Linked DNA regions of Ovis aries: region 2 is linked to region 1. A link is a contact called in public Hi-C data. All regions are on one chromosome and are shown on one strand. The core of a region is the stretch at or near the end of the contact, and the rest is flanking DNA. Distances in the headings are between cores, read along the strand shown. Region 1 holds the start of TMEM164 (transmembrane protein 164). Region 2 has its middle 82 kb from the start of TMEM164.

Evidence for each region. A called contact is a pair of places that touch in the nucleus more often than the background predicts.
Region 2: a Hi-C map of blood shows a contact between it and region 1, with 2.5 times the contacts expected there. The contact joins the enhancer-like site here to the promoter of TMEM164 in region 1. A contact is called at or near these places in 2 of 16 Hi-C or Micro-C datasets (both in blood).

What each region holds. Positions count from the first base shown.
Region 1 is chrX:125,271,133-125,273,832 of ARS-UI_Ramb_v3.0, forward strand. It overlaps TMEM164 (transmembrane protein 164), which reads right to left and starts at 1,419. Exons shown (of 6, transcript XM_060408068.1): 1 at 1,085-1,419. The coding sequence starts at 1,144.
Region 2 is chrX:125,353,031-125,355,730 of ARS-UI_Ramb_v3.0, forward strand. No RefSeq gene overlaps it. Among named protein-coding and RNA genes, the nearest start is that of TMEM164, 82 kb to the left of the region's middle. Within about 2 kb of position 1,386, at least 4 of the 54 cell types and tissues checked have an H3K27ac peak or open chromatin away from gene starts, as enhancers often do.

The DNA of each region.
Region 1 (2,700 bases), core at 169-2,668:
GGAGGGCGACGGGGCTGGCGGGGACGCCGGACTCCTCGTCTCACGCACTCGCCACAGGGGGATCGCTTACTCCTGCAACCGCGTGGCCGTCTCTGCCCCCAGCGAGCAACTTCGCCGCCGACGGGCCCCTCCGAGCCAATTTAGAGCCGTCCCGGGCCAGCCTCCCGCCCCCGGGTACACCCCCGAGCCCCCAGCTCCACCCCCCGGCCCCAGACGCCCGCCCTCCGGGCAGCACCTCCCCCAGCCCGCGGCTCGCCCGGGACCTGCCCCCCTCGCGCGGGCAGCGGCGGGAGGAAGCCAGGAGGGAGGGAGGAAAGGCGGGCGGGAGGCCGGGCCAGCCGGGGGCTGGGCTCCGGCCGGCCCCCTCCCTCCGCCCCGGCGCCGCAGCTTCCCGCGCCTCCCGCCCGGCCCCAGGGACGGGTCGCCGCGCCCTGCGGGGCTCCACTCACCGGCAGTCGGCCCTCGGCCCCGACTGGGCGCCCGCTCGGCTCCCCGCGCCCCGGCGCTCGGCTCCCCCGGCGGCCGCCACGGCCGCCGCGCACGGCTCCTCCTCCCTATCTTCCTCCCCCTGCAGCAGCCGCGCTCGCTTCCTCCTTCTTCCCCTCCCTCTCTCCTCCCCCTCGCCGCCGCCTCCCCGCTCCCGCCCGGCTCGGCCCCTCGCCGGCCCCCCACTTCACGCCCTCGGCCACCCCGCCGGCCGCCTCCCCTCTCCGGCCTCCCCGCCCCCCAGCCGCCTGCACTCTTCACACCTCCCACTCCCCCTTTCGGTGCCTCGGCCCCCCTCCCTCCCCCGGGCTCAATCCCCGCCTCCTTCCCCTCCTCCCCGGCCTGCCTCGCGTTCTGCGCTCGCCCGGCCCGCACGCGTGCACCGCTACCCTCCGGCACAGCCGACTACGGAATTCGCTCCTCCGCGAAGCCGTTTGGACCGACTCCGCCTCCTGCGCCCCGGTTCTCCAGGGCGCTTCCTTGGACACCGGGCACCTAGTAGGCGTTTAGCCGGCCCTCGCTGAGTTCTTGGGGGAATGGACGAGCCTGTCTAGTGATAAGCCCCTGGGCTTTGGGAGGTCCGCTGGGTGTGACCTACTCTTCGCCTCTCCTCCAGACCTCCCTGAAATAGCAGACTTGGGCAGGGCCAAGACGGCATCTTCTCCACCTTTGTAGCCACAGCCCTACTCTCCACTTCCGTCCTAGACAAGGCTTCTTTTCCTACTTTGCCCGGCCGTTCTCCCTCCTGCTGTGCTCCGATGTTTCTCTATCTAGCCTCCGGCCACTCCCTCTCCAGGCTCTCCGTCTCCCCTTTCTCCTGCCACGCCTTCAAGCTCAATCGTACTCTAGCTGGAGGAAAAGATGGAGGAAAAGAAGCTTCCCCAGACCTCTTTCCGTCCTCCCGCCCTGCGACGGAGCAGCTGTTTCCAACCTGCGCTTGGCCGAGAGTCCTGCCACTTAAACGCCCATCAGGCTGTGGAGGGGCCCAAGAATTGGACAAGGGCTGCTAGCAGAAACAGGGCCCCCTCTTCCCTGCTGCTTCCTACCTATAGACTGGGATTTGCTTTTCTTTGGGCAAGAAAACAGGAAAAAGACCTTTTCAAAATCCACTTTGTGTTGGTTTAGTATCTATTGAAAACTCACAAACAGGGAAATAGCCAGAAAAAAAAAAAAAAAAACAGGCACCTTGCCTGGGAAACACCTTCTGATGTTGGCTGCCAGCCATTTTCCTGCCGACCTTTCCAGGTCTGGTTTTCCCCCACCTGGCCTCAGAGCCAGGTAGCTTTGCACAGACAGCATCCACCTTAGGGCCTGATGCTCTCAAAGTGCTAATTAATAAAGAACAACAACAAACAAGGATCGATTCAGCAGCTCACTCGTTCTCTGTCGGTGTTTTGTTAAATCCTCCGCACAGTAACATTAAGGGTAAAACTGGAGTTCTGGTGATGACTGTAGCCTGAGACCTCAAGTTCCTGTCTTCAAGGAGGTAAGAAGGAGATGATAGCACTCAGTAAAAGGCTTCATTAATCCATGCAGAAATCTTCCCTCTTAAGTCAGTGAAGAATCTGCCTGCAAATGCAGGAGACCAGGTTGAATTCCTGGGACGGAAAGATCGAGAAGGAAATGGCAACCCGCTCCAGTATTCTTGCTTGGAGAATCCCAGGACAGTGGAGTCTGGCAGGTTACATTTCTTGGTATCCCAAGATTCGGACACGATTTCGCAACTAAACCACCAATCCATACCGAACTTCTTTGGGAGTTCAGCCTAGAGGGTCTTGTGTTTGCAAAATGATTGTGTTTAGTGCCAGGCCAGCTCCCTCGCCTGAGGCACAAATTCCTCTCTTTCAAAGGTAGAATAGCCAAGTGTTTGACGACTCTGGGATACTACTAATAATTATCCCATTTACTTGCTGTGTCACCTTGGGCAATTTACCTCTCTGTACTTCAGTTTCCCTCTCTCAACCAAACAGTTATCAGTGATCTTTTATCTAATTCCTAGGATTATACACATTTACATGAATTGAATTGTGTAGCCAGTGCATAAAAAGTGCTCAATAAATGCTATCCCTAATCCCCATGCAGTTCTGCATCGATGCAGCCGCCCCCTAGCCCCCTACCCATGCAGACACACATTCAGTGCCCTCCCCCACATCTTGGTAAACAATCCTATCCCGCCTTCAAAGCCCACATGAAATTGCACTTCCCCCAGCCCCC
Region 2 (2,700 bases), core at 136-2,635, 82 kb after region 1:
TTCCCTGAATTTCTGAGCCTCTTCTAATTGAAGTCCTGAGAGCAAAGCCAGGTCAGAGAAGCAAGAAAGGGACTTCCCTGGTGGTCCCGTGATTAAGAATCCACGTTTCCACTGCAGGAGGCATGGGTTCAATCACAGGTCTGGGAACTAAAATTCCACATGCTGTGAAGTGCAGTCAAAAAAAAAAAAGAGAGAGAGAGAGAGAGAGAAGCAAGAAAGAGCTGCCTATGCCTGAGGCCTGTGACAGGGGAGAAGCCATGGAAGCAGGAGAGTCCTGGAACCCAGCTGGCTGGGAGTGGTGGACAGGATAGTTTGGGCAGCTGCCTGGCCACTGGATCCCACCTGGCTTTCCACAGACCACTCTGGGCTCCGGGGAGCTGGGGAGGGGTTGCTGCTAGTAGATGCCAGGCTTGCAGGATGGGAAGGGTGAAGGGGTGGCTCAGGGTGTGCTGGAATGGAAAAAAAAAAAACACACAGAAACTCTCTCCCTGTCGCTTGACTCTGCTTTCCAACAGGGGCACTGTCTGCCCGGCATATGATGTTGCGAGGATCAAAAATAGCTTCTGGTAACTGCGAGAGGATCTGTTTATAGAGCTCCAGCCTTCACACCACCTGTGAGTTACAGCCAACCCAGCCATCTTTTCTAAAGAACGAATTCATTCTTTCTCTGAAGGACCCACTGGCCACAAAAGGCAGATGTTTTTCTGCACTCTCATTCCTCCTCCACCCACAGGGCCACCAGCGCCTGCCACCCTGGGTGTGTCCTCAGGCTCTGCTGAGCCCTTCTTCTTGGCCTCCTCTCAGCAAAGTTTACTCATGCTGTGACTTATTCTCTACATGCTCTCTCTTCCTTTTGCTGGAGACTAGCTAAGTGACTTGAACAATGTTAGCCATCCTAAACACCCCTTCCAAAATCCTTCTGCTACAGACCCTCTCCCCTTCGTGTTCCTGGAAACCAGCAGAATAGGCTGTCCCTCCCAACTTCACATGCTTTCATTTTGAAAGGGGAAGGCTATGTTCTTTAACCTAAGAAGTGAATGATAGTGTGAATTTCAGGCAGGTAGGTCCCTGAAAAGCTATTTTTGAGGCATAGGGCCTTTGTATTGGCAACCTGTCTCATGGATTGGTGCTGGCAGCTACAAACCCTGTCCATGTCTAAGACCAGCCTTGTGTCCTTAGAGTAGGGGTCAGAGACACAGACCTAGTGATAGCAGGAGCCAGGTAGGCAACTGAAATAAATCTAATGGGTGTTGTGCGCTAGTCTTTGTGGCAAACTAGAGAGCGCATAGTCATCTGAATTATGAAATAGCACAAATGACAGCCTGCCTCTGTGCCTGGCGGAGAAGAGGAAGTGGTGGATCAGAGGTGAGAGAAGGGGTGCATGCTCTGTCATGCAGGGCAGTCACTCTTCAGCTCCAGCCCTGTGAGGATTCAGGTCAGACTGCGTGCCTAGAGTTGGCAGAGCTTCCACATTTTTCAAGAGAAACTAAAAGAGCTGATGCTTTAAAAATGCAAAATCTCCTTGTTTTTTAATAAATACTTTCAAATTGCCAAAAAATGATCCTGAAATATTGAGCATGCTGAGCAAAAATATGTCTTTGGGATGCATTCAGTCTCCTGGCCACCTCTCCTGGATGTGGTTCCAGTATACGACCCCAGGTGTTGAATCAGTGCAGAATATTTAAACTTGGGTAACCTTTGGCCTTGAGACAGGAAGGGGGAAGGGTATAACTTTTAATAGAATAGATATAACCTGAAGACACGACATAAACTGGTTAGAACCGATTAGGTCCAATTTCCACTAGACGTTGAACCTCAGTTCATTGTAACACATCAGCAAGCTAAATGACATACCAACAGATGGCATGACAGTTTCCAAGGTCAACCACAAAGGTCAAAAAGTGGGCAGTGGCCCAGTTCCTGGAAATCCCCACCGTTTCCCCTAAATAGCTGAATACTCCTCCCACTCATTAGGCTATGAAATTACCCACTCCTATAAAAACTGACAATACCATACCCTGGTGCCTCTTGCCTTCAGAGATGGTCCACACTCTGTGGAGTATGTATCTCCCTGAATAAACTTATTTCTCTTTACTAAGGTGCTCTCTTGAATTCTTTCCTGCACAAAGCCAAGAACGAACCCTTGGCAGCCATCCCAGGGATTCACCTGAGACCTGGGATGTGACCAACCTCTCACAGCTCACTTTCTTCCCTGCAACAAGCCTGGCACTGATTATATGTTCATGAATAAGAAGAAGAGACGGAAAAAAAAAAAAAAAAAACAACCTGAAGATAATTTTATCTCTTTAAAAAAATCTCACAAAAGGTGTTTAGGTAAGGTTCCTGAATGGAAGAGTCCTGCAATTTAGCTGGTAACTTGAATTCAGTCACTATTCAAATATCTATGGGAGAGGACTGCCTCCTCTAGGGATTAGTCATGGGAATTGTAAAGCCTGTGCCCCTTTCCTGTGACACTCAGTGACATCCCTGGGCACTGCCTGCTATTTTCCACAAAAATTAGGAAAGCAAATCTGCAAAAATGATAATCCCAGAATCCATCCCCCCAATTCCACATCCTTGTGAATCTCTGGTAAAAGACATAAGAAAGAATCCACTGCAGGCTTTAGCTTCATCTAATTAGTAGAAGTTGAAAAGAGGAATTTGCTTGGGGCTACCTATGCAAATTTCTTTGTCCTCTGT